Linked DNA regions of Mus musculus: region 2 is linked to region 1. A link is a contact called in public HiChIP or PLAC-seq data. All regions are on one chromosome and are shown on one strand. The core of a region is the stretch at or near the end of the contact, and the rest is flanking DNA. Distances in the headings are between cores, read along the strand shown. Region 1 overlaps Lfng (LFNG O-fucosylpeptide 3-beta-N-acetylglucosaminyltransferase). Region 2 overlaps Amz1 (archaelysin family metallopeptidase 1).

Region 1 (7,476 bases), core at 4,448-6,947:
AGGAAGGAGGCTCATGGCCCGTGTGCAGACTGCTCCACCGTGACCTTTCCACCCTTACAAATGTCAGCTTCCTCATCTAGAAGTAGGGCCCCAAGCCACCGCCACCAGGCCCTGTATGCCAAGGACCACGGCCACCACTGGGGATCCCCTACTCTGAAAATCCCAGGCAGCTGCCTCAGGCCTTAAAAAGCCAAACTACAAAGCCAAGGTGGGGTCAGGCTCTGGCCAGTCACCCCACAAGGCAAGAGCAGTTACCAGCAAGGGCCATGCCCAGCCCACTTGGGGGTGCTGAACCCACAGCTGTGAGCAATGTCTGGTGGAGTGCAGGACAGATCTCTAATCAAATGGTGTGGGGAAGAAGGCAAAGGACACAGGGGTGGCAGGTAATGAGGACCTAGCCCCGTGAGTCCGGGGTCAGGTCAGAGCAGGCAGCCACCTACAGAAGGGCAGCAGGTGGGCAGCACTAGCCTGCTTCTCTGTAAAGGAGCGGAAACAAGGAGACCACAGGGAAGGAGTGTGGTGAGGATCCCCCGATCAGCCAGCCTCTGTGGCTGGATTTGAGGAAGGTCCCTGAAGAGCCTCAGAAAGATCCGAGTCCTCGCCAGCTCTACCCACGAGTGAGCAGCCTGGGTACTGCCCATCCTCAGAGGATACATGACAGGTGTATCTCATGACAGATGAGAGGCCAGGCAGTGTCAGCAGAGTTGACAGGGAACGAAGATCTAGGGGGGGTGGGGGTCATCCACCTCAGCAGCCTGGCTGCCTGACTTTGGTCATCCTCATTTAGCCTGCTTTGAGCCTCAGTTTTCCTGTCTGGAAAATGGGTCTCTGGCCAGCCCCCACTAGCCACTGCACCTCCTCCAGAAAGGTCTGGACACAGTGAGGTTGACACAGGGCATGACCTGATCAAGCAGCTACCGCCATCAGCCCTGTCCAATTCCCACCTCCCAACATGGTATCAACCCATCAGAGGCACATCTACACCAAGCTGGCCATACTTCATCTATTTTAACACTAGTTTCCCTCCCAAGTCGTAAACTTGTTGAATTCTTCTTCTTTTTTTTTTTTTTTTTTTTTTTTTTTTTTTTTTTTTTTTTTTTTTTGGTTTTTCGAGACAGGGTTTCTCTATATAGTCCTGGCTGTCCTGGAACTCACTCTGTAGACCAGGCTGGCCTCGAACTCAGAAATCCCCCTGCCTCTGCCTCCCGAGTGCTGGGATTAAAGGCGTGCGCCACCATGCCCGGCTAACTTGCTGAATTCTTACCAATTGCCTTCTTCTCTATGTCATGACTGGGTCTCCCCTGCCCTCATCTGAAAGTCCCCTCGAGTTACCTTGATGGACAGGTGGCTTAGCCCCAACTCCCAAGCAAGACTAGGGCCCCTTGGGTTGCTGCAAAGAGCACCTTTATTCAGAGGAAGGACGTCACCATAGCAACAACACATCAATTCCCTGAGAGCTTTTCCCTTATCATCATTAGCTTGCCTAGTTAAGGTCTTTGCAAAAAGAACACAGAATACAGCCCAGGGGTAGGGGAGTGAGGAGTTGGGGGTGGTGGGGGTGAGGTAAGTCTTGGGGTGCTGGGGAGGGTTGGGGGGGAGCAGGATTCCAGATACTGGAAGGCATAAATACAGTACTAAGGCACTCATTGTCCAGCTTTCCAAAGACCAAGCCTGTCTGGCTTCCACTTTTTTCTGATCCACAGAAAAGATAAAATAAGACCCTCTCCAGCCCACCCCAGAAAACAACCACCCCCCACCTCCTTTCACACCCACCCCTCCCCTTTCAAGAAAGAGCACAGTAAAAAAATACTGTCACAATATGTACAGGCACACCCACTATGGGCGACTTTCTCTCTACTTTGGAGAGGAGATAAAATTCATAGCTCTGAACCCCACTTGGTGTGGGAGACAAAGATAGGGCATCAGAGGGTGGGGCTGAAGACTTCGCCTCCACCCTGGAGGGCAGGGGGTGGGGGAGCATTGTTCACCAGAATGGCACCAGGCAGCGCCCGGGCCAGAGCTCACAAGGGGTCCAGGCCTTTACTACCCAAATCAGCTTCCCTAGGACTGGGCACAGCTCAGCTGACAGGGAAGGCTCCAGATAGGTGCTAGCACCCCAACATAAGAGACTGCTACAATCAGCACCCACGGACCCCTGAGTGGAGCCCCAAGGCCTCACCCACCCCCACTGCAGAGATCCAAACACAGATCCCACACAACTGCCCTCGGAGTGGTGCTCAGAGTGTAGTTAGGGACAGACCTGCCACTCCCTGAAGAACACGACTGCCCAGCAGTCTGCAACACGGGTGGGCACGCCACACAAACACACAAATATAGACATACACACACATACACATAGCCCTGAAGAGCCTCGGACACCAAGGCCAGGGCATACAATAAAGGTCCCTGGGCCCTTTGGATACCAGGGGCGCCCAGGGACAGAGTTTCAACCACGACTGCTAGAAGATGGCGGAGCGAGGACACCAGGGTGTGTCTGGGTACAGGTGGCAATGGACAGAGCGGAACCTGTTGGGACAGAGTAAAGACTGGTCTGCGTGGGCTGGGGGTGCCATGGGCCCTCTGGCAGTCCCAACCATGGGGTTCCTGCCACCCCCCCAACCCCGGGGGTACTTGGTGACCCTCTACGAGTTCTTACCTGGATGGGTCAGCTTCCACAGAGAATGGTCCCTTGATGTGCACTGCGTTCCGCTTGTTCTCAAACATGCCATAGCTCAGGGTCACCTGCATTGGGAGCAACAGGATGATGCTGGAGAGGTGGCAGTCCTGCCTGGCTATTCCTGCTGCTGTCCCTTGAGCCAAGGACACTGGCTCGGCCCACCTGGGGATGAAGCCCATGGTGGGGCCTACGACCATAAGGGAGACAGAGCAAGAGTGTCCCCTCAAAGGGCATGATCAGCAACTTAGAAGAATCTATTTGACTTTCTGTTTTGGAGGAGCTAGAGAGTGAAACTGGGGTACCTCATGTGGACCAGCAGGCTGTGACACCTGAGAATGAGGAGTCTCTGATATCCCTATTTAAAACAGTGACCCTGGGCTAGCCCAACTAACTGCATAAACTGGATGTGGTAGTACACTCCTACAACCCTAGCCCAGGAAAGTGGAGTCAGGAGGATCAGGAATTCAAGGTCATTCTCAACTACATATCAACTTCAGGGCTAGCCTGGGCTATAAGAGACCCATCTCTAAGTAAATAAAAAAATAAATAAATGAAAACATACATACACCCCACCCCTAAACGACTCTGAATCAGGTGTGGTGACACACAGCTGATTCCTAGCATATGGGGGGCTACAGCAAGAGGATCAAGGCTAGCCTGGGCTACATAGTGAAGCCCTGTATCAGTATGCCTATAATCCAGCTCTCAGAGGCAGAGGCAGGTTGATCCCTGAGTTCGAGGCCAGCCTGGTCTACAAAGGTAGTTCTGGACAACCAGAGCTACACAGAGAAACCCTGTCTCAGAAAACCAAAATCAATCAATCAATAAATAAATAGATAAAAATTGTCCCTTCCTTGGAGGCACCCTCTCCCTTCTGTCCCTCAACTGTTGAGTTCTCTGCTTGGTCACCCAGGCCTGGGGGCCACATGCGCACCTGCTCATGAAGCTCGGTGGTGGGCACCTGCTGCAGGTTCTCTAGGTGGGAGTGGAAGAGGCCGCTCCGGATGAGGGGTACACCCAGCAGAGCCTCTACAATGTAGCCAATGGTGCAGTCATCGGGGAGCCGGATGCGCTCTGCCGTGCTCATGAAGTGTCCTCCACTGCAAGGGAAGGGCCCGGGGAAGAGTAAGTAGAGGCTGAAGCCAGTAGCTGGGCCATGAGTAGACAAGACTTTGCCAAACTGGCCCCAAAAAGAGGGAGTCCACTATGCCCCGCCCCGCCATGAGCCAGAGTCCTTCCATGCCGAAGACTTTATCAGAGGTAGAGAGAGTGGCAGAAAACACAGCTACCTAAGGCAGGGAGAGAATAGCCCAAGCCAGACGCTGCTGCTGCAGGGAACCCAGGACCAAGAGCGAGCACCAGGAACAGTCTGCTGTCAGGGGTAGTGGCAACTAGGCAGGGGACACTCACCTGGCCCATGGGCCCATCTTTAGGGCCAGCCCTCGGCTGATGCAGAAGCCAGCTCCTCCGGTGGCAAACCAAAAGTGGACAGGTCTCTGGGTGAAGTGAAACAAGGGCTGTCAGGAGACTCCTGGTTGCAAAGGTGGCTCAGCCCCTCCCTAACACCTCAGGGTGTGTGCTACCCTGGGAGACACTCACCACTTTGTGCTCGCTGATCCGTTCTGTGGCCTGGATGGGCCTGTCCAGGCTGGGCTTGCCGATGTACACGTCTTGGGTGTGGGGATAGCTGGCCAGGAGCCGCAGCAGCGCCCGGAGGTTGACGTAGTTGTCATCATCCACGTGGCAGAACCACCTGAACACAAGGCGGGAGGGATGCTGTCAGGGGCTGCAGACAGGGGTCGAGGGCTGCCGGGCTGCCAGGGAAGGGGCACGGATGGGGCACAGAGGGAAAGGTAGGAACTCACTTCTTCCCAGACTCAATGAATCGGTCATACTCCACAGCCATCTTGCAGGACAGAGCCTGGCGGCTGTGGGCCGAGGAGCAGTTGGTGAGCACCACATTGCCTGTGGACGGGGAGGGCCCGTAAGCAGGCCTGGTCCGCACAAGCGGCAGGCATTTCTCATTGCTTCGAACCTTAGCCCCAGCCCTGCCCAGCCTAGCCCCCTCCCCAGGGTAGCCACCGCTGCCCATTCATTCAGCCAGTTTTTTTTCCCCCAGTACCCGCCACCTGTTGCTGCTAAGCGGGACTCAAAGGGTCCCCAGAGGACTGAAAGGGTCTCCTCTGCATAAGAATCGGGGCCCGGGGAGTGGTGGGGCGGGGCATGAAGCAAACAAGCCGAGTGAACTGGCCTCTTAGCCCCGAGGCGGCAGCCAGTGACCTCACAGCCTCGGGGGAAGAAGTTGCTTGGGACCAGCGCCTCCCACCCTCATCCCCACCCCCAAGCCTGGGACCAACCTGTGAGCTTGGCCAGAGCTTCGTCCTCCCCATCAGTGAAGATGAACGTCTGGAAGAAGAGACAGGATCTTGAGCCTTCCAGCTCCAAAGTGCCCTACGAGGACCACAGCCAAGGCACCCAATCTAGACTCCTCCCCCACCCTGCACTGAACTGCCTGAATTCTCCACTGCACACAGAATGTGTGCTCAAGTGCCCAGGGGGAGTGGCAGCTGGACTGGCGGGCTGGCTGGCTGGGGGAGGTGGGCTCACTCTCCAACTTCAGACAGGTGGGCCCAAGGTCACCACAGGCAGCTGGGAGGCACGAGCCAGGTGGGATGCCCCCCCCACCAGCCAGGTAAACGGGCTTCAACTAACCCTCCGCCAACCTGTGCACCTGGCGGGGCACACACCCTTATTGACACAGCCTGCCAGCCCGCCCAGCCTGCAGGCTTTCCAAGCTGTGGGAGGGGGCGGGGGACAGGAGGAGGAGGTCGGCTTTGGGAAGCTGAGCCTCACTCACTCGGGTCGGGGACAAAGGCCTCTGCTGGGCCGCTGCCAAGCCCTGGCAGACAAAGGGACCCGAAGGGAGGATGAATCACCAGCCATTGTCCGCCAGCTTTGTCCTGGGCTGGGCCAGCCTTAACTCTGCCGAGTTAAGCAGGAGTGGCCGGGCTGTCATTTCCATACAGCTGGCCTGGTTAACTGGGCCGGCTGGGCAAGAGGTCCTGTGCGCGGGAGTATGGGTAAGGCCATTGGTCGCTCGCGACTCTGGCCTGGACTTCCTCCTGTGCCCCATAGAAGAGGTTTCCCCAGCCATAGCACCCAGTCAGGTTCTGGGAGGTCACGGCGGTCAACATGGTAGTAGCAGAAAAGGATTCATGTCTCCAGGCCCACTGGGGTATCTGAGCAGCCGGGTGAGGCTTCAGAGAGGAAAACTGTTCCCCGCTTACAGAAGGCTTTGCCCAGGGCCACAGCCAAGACTCCACCTGGCCCAGCGCTGGGCCACCCCCTGCCAGGATTGCACTGCGGAAGAGGAGGGGGGCGCCGGGGCGGGGCCAGGAGCTGCCGGCGCCCGCCTGGGCCCGTCGGCACACGGGAAGGAATGTTCCTTCCTCCGCCGGCCCGCCCAGCGCGTGCCGACTGCCGCACCCTGGCATTGCAGAGTGCAACCCTAGGGCGGTTGGGGGCTGCTCACAGCAGAGGCAGCAGGCTCCCCAACATCCACCAGCCTTCCCTCTGCTTTTGTGCACAAAAGGGTCCCAAGGAAACCTGGGTGTGAGCATGCAAACACGGAGGTCAGCATGTACCCAGCCAGCCACCCAAGAAACCCCAGGTCTACAAGGGTGGCACACCATGCCTCGAGCAGCCTTACTCCTTTACCCAGGCTGATCCCATACCCAGATGCTCACTCCAGTGAAGCCCAGGTTAGGAGATGAAATGTGGGATCTATATCATCTGCAAGTATGCACCCCCTCCTTCCAGGTCTCTGCAGACACCCGGGGCAGCCCACACGCACAGACTCGCTTGCATCCAGCACACCCCCCCCCCCCCGCACCCTAGCATCTCAGCCCAGGAATGCCGTGGGAGGTACAGAGGGCCGGCTTGTGCAGACGCTGCTGCTGGATTAAAAGGAAAATGCTTTCTTAATGAGATCAAGAGAGAGGCCTGTTCTCCCGCGCTTCGATGGTGTCCTAAAAACCCAGCCCAAGGCTACGGAGATTAAAGTCACCTTTGTTCAGTGGGGGGGGGGGGGGGGGAGGCCCAGAGAACAGTCTTTGAGAGGCTGAGTGTGGGGTGTGTGGGTATTCTGCCTGGTGTATCTCCACAGGAGAGGAGGGGGGCAGGGGTACCTGTGGGTATCACTCAGTCCACCGGAAACTCTGTAAAATGGGCACAACACAGCTTGCCTGTGCACAGCCAAGTGCTAGGGATGGACTCTCCTCTCCCAAGTGTCCCTGGGAAGTGAGTACCATCTTCTTTTCTCCTTGGCATATAGTTAAGAGACCAGAGAGGACACTGGCCTGTGGCCACACTCAGGAAGAAGTAATGGGAGACCCTGATCTCAGTCTGTCCCCATCCCACCAACTTCCCCTAAGGAGGACGGACAGGGCAGAGGGGGGCAGCAGAGCTGGTGAGGGCAAGCAAGGGGGTGGGGGAGAGACACACAGGAAGCAGCATTGTTCCTGGAACCGAGATTCAAAGAAACACAGGATGCCAAGTTCTGCCCCAGCCATTGTGGCTGTGGCGGTGGCAGCCTGCAGCCTGGCGCGCTCCTTAGTGGTGGGGGAGGAGCAGCGGGCCAGAGGCCAGGCGCTCTGCCTGTACCCCTGACCAGCCTCTCCACCTCACCGAGCCTGCTTGGTTTTTTTGTACAGCCCCACAGTCATGCCTGGTGCCAAGATTGCCCTTCCTGGACCCTAGGACTCTGATGCAGATGGAACCTCCTCCTCCAGGAAGCCTTC
Region 2 (6,872 bases), core at 1,460-3,959, 130 kb before region 1:
AGGAGGAGAAGAAGAAGAAGAAGAAGAAGAAGAAGAAGAAGAAGAAGAAGAAGAAGAAGAAGAAGAAGAAGAAGAAGAAGAAAGGGAGAAAGAAAGAAAGAAAGAAAGAAAGAAAGAAAGAAAGAAAGAAAGAAAGAAAGAAAGAAAGAAAACCCCAGACTGGCCACTGAGGTACCATTCAAAGGGCCATGAAAAGCAGGGTATGTCACTGTCTCAGGAGCCATACCCTCCACCCACCATTCTGAAGCTAACATCCATAAGTGTGGCCCTCTGCCAGGTATGGCCCTCCTAACTGTGGTATACTGAGAATACAGGGACCAGATTCTCCCTCCTCCCTCCCTAGCATCTCTGGCTGAGCCATTTTCTAAGCCCTTGTTGCTCCAAATCTGCCAGTCTCTTCCTGATGAAGAGACCTAGAGAGACTCACTGTGAATCCCCAAGTCCCCTCAATGCCCAGCCCAGTGTCTTCCAAGAGAGCAGGAGGCCAGTTAAGATTTGCCTTCAAACCTCCTCCAGAATCCATCTCTACCATCAGGCAAACCCTAGATACTTCCAACCTCAGCTTTCCAGCCTGTAAAATGAGTATTCCTCTGAGCATCAAGCACAGGTCTAGGGCAGTGTGTGTTATAACTAGGTCATGGCCAGGAATGAGAGCACACACTATATAACCAGTATAGACCAGTAGGGGGCAGGATGCTAAAAAGACAAGTCACTCTGCCAATCTGAGTACCTAGCTGACCCAGACCATCTCCTTCAAGCCAAATCTGCCTGGGGCTGTTTCTTACTAGGGGGATCTGGGCAGATGCTCTACCACTGAGTCACACCCCAGCCCCTCACTGGGAGATTCTAGGCAGGGGCTCTACCTCTAAGCCATGCCCCAGCCCCTCACTGGGGGATCTGGGCAGGTGCTCTACCACTGAGCCATGCCCCAGCCCCTCACTGGGGGATTCTAGGCAGGTGCTCTACCACTGAGCCAGCCCCTCACTAGGGGGATTCTAGGCAGGGGCTCTACCACTGACCCACACCCCAGCCCATCACTGGGGGATTATAGGCAGGGGCTCTACCTCTAAGCCACGCCCCAGCCCCTCACTGGGGGATTCTAGGCAGGGGCTCTACCACTGAGCCACACCCCCAGGAGTCCAGATGACTCCAGCCCATCTCTCCTACCTATGGGCTGCAGGTAAATGTGTTTCCGGGCCAGGCTCTGCTTCCGGAGCTGCAAAGAAGCATGGAAGGTCTCGAAATCCTCAGGGGCTTCAGGGCGGCTCAGGAGCCAGTCATAGGCTGAGTGAATGAGCAGTGTGCTGAAGAGAGTCCGGTTAGGGTTGTAGGCCTCAGACAGGAAGAGTCTCTCCGACGGGGAAAAGGCTGAGGTATACATCTGCTTCAGGGCCAGGTCACAGGAGATCAGGGCATCCTTCAGGGCCCGGGGCCCGAAGCTGAACTCCTGGGGTGGTTTGCACTGCACCATGCCGTGTGTTTGGCCGCTGGCCACTCCTTTGATTTCCTTTTCCGGGCCATGAATCTCCCAGGGGACAGCCACGGTCTCTTGTAGAACCTTCTCTCAGGCTTAGAGAGTACCCGCTCAGGGCTCCCAGAAGATGGAGGCTGGACTGAGAGACCACGAGGCTTAATTCTGCCTCTTCTGAAACTTCTCAGCAAGGTGAGCAGAAAAAAGCCTGCTGACCCCCTGTGGAGGACACATGGGGCCCAGTCACTGCTCTGAGCACACATGACTGTCTCTCAGACAAAACACAGTTTTCCTGTGAACTGGAGTCAGAATGATCTCATCTACACACACTACAACCCAAATCAAGTATAAAGGGGTGTGGACATGTATGCATTTATGTGTGTGTGTGTGTGCGGTGTGCGGTGTGTGTGTGCGTGTGCGTGTGTGTGTGTGTGTGTGTTGGGGGCAGGAGAGCAGAGGCTGATGTCAAGTCTATCGCTATCCACCTGACTTTTGGAAAAAGAGTCTCTAACTGAACCCAGAGCTTAAAAGTCCAACCAGCCTGGCTGGTCATCAGGCCCACAGAGCTGCCACCTCAGTCTTTCATATGGGTGTTCGGGATTCAAACTTATGAATCCCTTATCCATGCTTATGTGGTAACGTTCTACCCACTGAGCCATCTCCTCATTCCAGAATTGAGTATGGACGTGCATTTCCATAGGACTCCACCCCTGCTCTGAGCCCAGAGAAGCCAGGCATATATAAGGAGGTATCTACCCTTCAAGGCTAGGGAGGTTCCTTCACGGAAGGCAGAGGCTGCTCCTCCTGCCTTTTATGATCACAAGACCCACCCTGTCCCCTCACAGAGCCACCCAGACCCTCCTCCCAAACCATAGGGTTCCTTGCAGGAGCATCGTGTGCACCCAGGGGCTGTCTTCTGGGGAAGACGCCGCCCCAGTGTCTCCCAGACCCTGGTTTCTAGAGTGTGAACATGGTCTAAGATACAGTTCTAACAGTCAGGAGCCAGCATGCTGACCACAGCAACCTGGAACTGTAGGCAAGCAACCAGGTAGACAGGCGGAGGGACTGCCCGCTGTGGTACTCAGTGCCTACCAGCATCCTCCCTCCTGGGAGTGTTTCTTTCAGGTCATGCTTGGCTCCAGCAACTGGCTGCTTGGAGCTTCCTATTGCATCTCAGTGCAGGGAAGTCAACCGAGACAGGAACACATAACACAGACCACGGGAGGCAAGGCGCCGCTTGCCTCCTCTGCCCTCGCACGCACCCACACCCAGCTCCTGCAGAGGAGGAAGTGCGGAGCCATGGAGGCCCTGCAGGCGGCTAAGCACCTGACTCCTCACACATCCCACCAGCTTATTTTTGTTTCTGGAAGCCAATCACACCACCTACTTAGACTCCACGCTCTGCCCCAGGCCTGCACGCAAGCAAAGCACCCCAAGCTGAAGCCCAGGGGCCGTGCTGTCTTACGGTGACCTCTGAATTGTGCTTCAGGGTTGTAGCTATGTCAGCTTCTCTCTCTCTCTCTCTCTCTCTCTCTCTCTCTCTCTCTCTCTCTCTCTCTCTCCCTTTCATTCTTTTTTTTCTTTCTTCTTTCTTTCAGTGCTAGGGATAGAACCTGTGGCCTGACCTAAGTTGAGTAAAGCCTATCCCCGAGCCACACCCCCCAGCCCCTCACTGGGGGATTCTAGGCAGGAGCTCTACCACTGAGCCACACCCCAGCTCCTCACTGGGGGATTCTAGGCAGGTGCTCTACCACTGAGCCACGCCCCCAGCCCTCCTTGGGGGATTCTAGGCAGGAGCTCTACCACTGAGCCACACCCCCAGCCCCTCACTGGGGGATTCTAGGCAGGAGCTCTACCACTGAGCCACACCCCCAGCCCCTCCCTGGGGGATTCTAGGCAGGAGCTCTACCACTGAGCCACTCCCCCAGCCCCTCCTTGGGGGAGTCTAGGAAGGGGCTCTACCACTGAGCCACACGACTACTCCCAGAATTACCTCTCTGTAACTGGAATTGTGTCATTTCTTTGCAGTAGCCCAGGAGGGTCTACTTCACAACTTCTTCAAAAGGAGAAAAAAAGGGAGGCCCTGATACCACAGACATCCTGAACCCCTCAGATGTTAATCTTGCCCACCATATTGGCCACTCTGAAAATTCCTTAGAAGCTGGAAAGTGGTGGCACACACCTATAATCCCAGCCTCAGGAGGCAGAGGCATCTCTGGGTTCCAGGCCAGCCTGGTTACAGAGTGAGTTCAGAACAAGGACAGCCAGGGCTACACAGAGAAACCCTGTCTCAAAACACTGAGGAAAAAAGAAAGGAAGGAAGAAAATTCTCAAGATCACTTTGTGAGTCAGATAGGTGTGTGTGTTTGTGTGTTTCTGTGTGTGTGTGTCTATGTACATGTACATGTGTCTGTGTGTGTCTGAGTGTATGTCTGTGTATGTGTTTCTGTGTATAAGTGTATGTGTGTGTCCGAGTGTATATATGTGTGTAACTGTGTGTGTGTCTGTGTTTGTCTGTGTGTATGTTTGTGTGCATCTCTGTGTGTGTGCCTGTGTGTGTGTATGTATCTGTGTATGTCTGTCTGTGTGTCTCTGTGTGACTATGTGTCTCTGTGTGTCTGTGTGCATCTGTATGTGTCTGAGTGTATGTGTGTCTCTGTGTGTGTGCCTGTGTGTGTGTCTGTGTCTGTGTGTGCCTGTGTGTCTGTGTAACACACATGCAGAAGCCAGAGGTCAATGTCGGGCAGTCTCCTCAGTCACATGCCACATTATTTTTTGAGACAGGATGTCTGGTTAAACCTGAAGTTCACTAATTCAGCTAGACTGGCTGTGCAGTGAGTTCCAAGGAGCCTCCCTCCCATCTCCATCTCCCCACAACAGCGCTGCAGTTACAGATGTGGACCACTACTCCTGCCCACTGAGTTGTATAATAGCCACTGAGCTATCTCTCCAGCCCAAGACCGTCTCCAACACTTTATTCAACTTCTAGAACAATCTTAAAGTGTGGTTGTCGTATTTACCCATCTTAATTGCTAAATAAACTGAGGCTCAGAAGGGCAAAGCCATATTTGAAAGGTTGCATAGCTAGTTTAGTTCCCTCCCTCTAATCCCGACTTGTGGAACCTCTGCTATCCATAGGGTCTTCCCCATGGGCACTCAATTCCCTTTTACTGCCACACATAGTGGTCAGGGACTCCACTGCTGCTAAACACCCCTGCTCAGGCAAAGCCATGAGAAATGTTTGTAGTCCGTGAGACAGGGTCTCACTCTGCAGCCCAGGCCTGGACCAAGAGCCTCCTCCACGCTGTTCCATGAATGTTGCATACACCCAGCTAACCCAGGGCTTAGAAGAACTAGACACAGCAGCTCCAGAAGACACTGGATGCTACATGTCATGCCTGCAAATCCAATACTTGGGTGGCTGAGGCAGGAGGATCACCATGAGTTCGAGGCCAGCCTGGGCTATATAGTGAACTCCTATCTCCCTCTCCCCCTCCCCCTTCTCTCTCTCTCTCTCTCTCTCACACACACACACACACACACACACACACACAAGCAAGCCAAACAAGTAGGAAAACAAATGGCAACAGAGCATGATGGGATATGGGGGGAGGGGTAGTGATGACCAAAGGACTCACCTTCCAACATGGACCGGAGGTTGGTTTGACAAGGTCTGAGTTTGGGCACCAGAGTAAGCAAGCCCCTCTGTCCCTCCTCAAGTCCTTGTCTGAGGTCTGGTAACCCGGATGTCTACACAGACAGCATTTCCTCTCAAGCAGCCTCTGTGGCCATATTCACCCTCGGGGGATCTTTAGGACGCTCCTATCCCCCACTCTCCGCTACTAGCTCAGAGTTTCCACCCTGTATGGCAAGTCTTCACAGGACCACACTTCATGCAGAGGCTGAAGCTGGAGGAGGAAGTGGTCCTGACAGCCGCAGGAGAAACTGCAGGAACTGTGAGGGCCTCTCCACCACTCCCGCCCATCCTCTCAGACATGCCAGATCCTCGGAGATGGCCCCCGAGCTGTCCCCTGTGTGTGTCCTGGCTGCCGCCACCCTGCTAATGATCATGACAGTAGCTGTCCAGTAGCCTGCCGTCATCCCACAGACCTTGAGACGTCACAGAGCTAGAGATACCACTGTTTCACATCGGGAAACTGAGGCACAGGAACACTAATGATTGGTCATGGGTCACAGGGAGAGGCAGGAACTCCTGGCATGATTCTAGACCCGTGGTTCTCAACCTGTGGGGTGCAATCCCTTTGGGGGTAGCATGTCAGGCCGCCTGCATATCAAATATTTGCGTTAAAATTCGTGAGAGTAGCAGAATTATAGTTATGAAGTAGCAACAAATATAACATTTTCGTTGGGGGTTTCACCACAGCATGAGGGACTGTATTAAAGGGCTGAGGCATCAGGAAGGTTGAGAACCGCTGTTCTAGACAAAGGCCGTGTAGTGATGAGGAGACACGTATCGCCCTCTCCAAAGAAATCCTCTTCTAGCCTCTGCTAGACTCCCTTTCTTTGTGCTGCCTCCCCTCAGCCCCTTTTGCTCAGAGCCTGGGACAGCACGCATGCCCTTACTTGGGCTCAGGTTCTCCAGAGAGGCTCTGTCACCCACTGTAGAGACACCCTGACTAAGGTGACCAAGGTCAGGTTCCCCAACTCCCAGAGTACTCGTTCATATCTCTTATTTATGTTTTTATTATGAGGCAGGGATTTATCATGTAGTTCGGGGCTGCCTTCAAACTTGCAGCAATCCTCCTGCCTCAGCCTCCCAGTTGCTGGGATTACAGGCAGACGCCTGGCTGTGGAGGACAAGAATCGCGCTCTGTTTCTGGTTATTCTGGAGGCTGCACAAAAAGCGCAGCAGCTGCAGCGGTTCATTTACTGAGGGCTGAAGCTTGAGGGCGGTTTGAGCAGCCCCAGGGAGAAGGAAATGCAAGATGCAAAGGGGTTGGGGAGGGGAACCGGCTCAGACCGCGTGGGGAGGAAGCCACTCCCTCCCCCCCCCCCCGCCGAGCAGACCCCATCCTCCCTTATGAACCCCAAATTCCAACCCAATTTCCCTCCAATCAGTGAAGCAGCTATGCTTGGGACAAGTTCGGAGTCTACCTGAACCAGCTGTTTGCATTGACAGGTGGCTTTACCTTCCTAGAGCTGTGACATCACCTGGCGGTCACTCACTCCCCCTCCCTGATACAGGCTAGGGAGCAGCGGGGTAGCCAGAGACTTTGCCTGCCTCTGCCGGGACATCCCACAACAGTCCACCGGTCCTTGCTCGGAAATGTCTTCCTTCAAGCGCTTTCCCAAAGCCTGATCACCCCCATCTGAAGATGACAAGGCTGTTGCCTGGACCTGGGGAGCTGCTACCGGGGAGTGCCCCTTGGGACCCAGCTCC

Evidence for each region. HiChIP or PLAC-seq counts read pairs in DNA pulled down with a chosen protein or histone mark.
Region 2: a contact with region 1 is called in an H3K27ac HiChIP or PLAC-seq map of bone marrow-derived dendritic cells, with 4 times the contacts expected there. The contact joins two enhancer-like sites. A contact is called at or near these places in 6 of 39 promoter capture datasets (the C10 cell line, the HPC-7 cell line, embryonic stem cells and 3 more), 2 of 15 datasets of contacts at CTCF or cohesin (embryonic stem cells and pro-B cells), 55 of 484 Hi-C or Micro-C datasets (B cells, the BV-2 cell line, CD4 T cells and 33 more), 5 of 115 datasets of contacts at active chromatin or transcription factors (bone marrow-derived dendritic cells, memory CD8 T cells, microglia and 2 more) and 3 of 9 other capture datasets (adipose tissue, liver and pancreatic islet).

Annotation. Positions count from the first base shown.
Region 1 is chr5:140,609,457-140,616,932 of GRCm38.p6, reverse strand. Lfng (LFNG O-fucosylpeptide 3-beta-N-acetylglucosaminyltransferase) reads right to left here. Exons shown (of 8, transcript NM_008494.3): 2 at 5,035-5,083; 3 at 4,543-4,642; 4 at 4,277-4,430; 5 at 4,088-4,173; 6 at 3,612-3,777; 7 at 2,657-2,742; 8 at 1,388-2,526. The coding sequence ends at 2,460. Among named protein-coding and RNA genes, the nearest start is that of Lfng, 5.9 kb to the right of the region's middle. Within about 2 kb of position 5,697, at least 252 of the 459 cell types and tissues checked have an H3K27ac peak or open chromatin away from gene starts, as enhancers often do. A contact at or near this core is called in bone marrow-derived dendritic cells, cerebral cortex, hippocampal neurons and 1 more, where this site is marked.
Region 2 is chr5:140,735,883-140,742,754 of GRCm38.p6, reverse strand. It overlaps Amz1 (archaelysin family metallopeptidase 1), which reads right to left. Exons shown (of 8, transcript NM_173405.2): 3 at 1,168-1,690. The coding sequence starts at 1,471. Among named protein-coding and RNA genes, the nearest start is that of Gm30745, 10 kb to the left of the region's middle. Within about 2 kb of position 2,709, at least 27 of the 459 cell types and tissues checked have an H3K27ac peak or open chromatin away from gene starts, as enhancers often do. A contact at or near this core is called in bone marrow-derived dendritic cells, cerebral cortex, hippocampal neurons and 1 more, where this site is marked.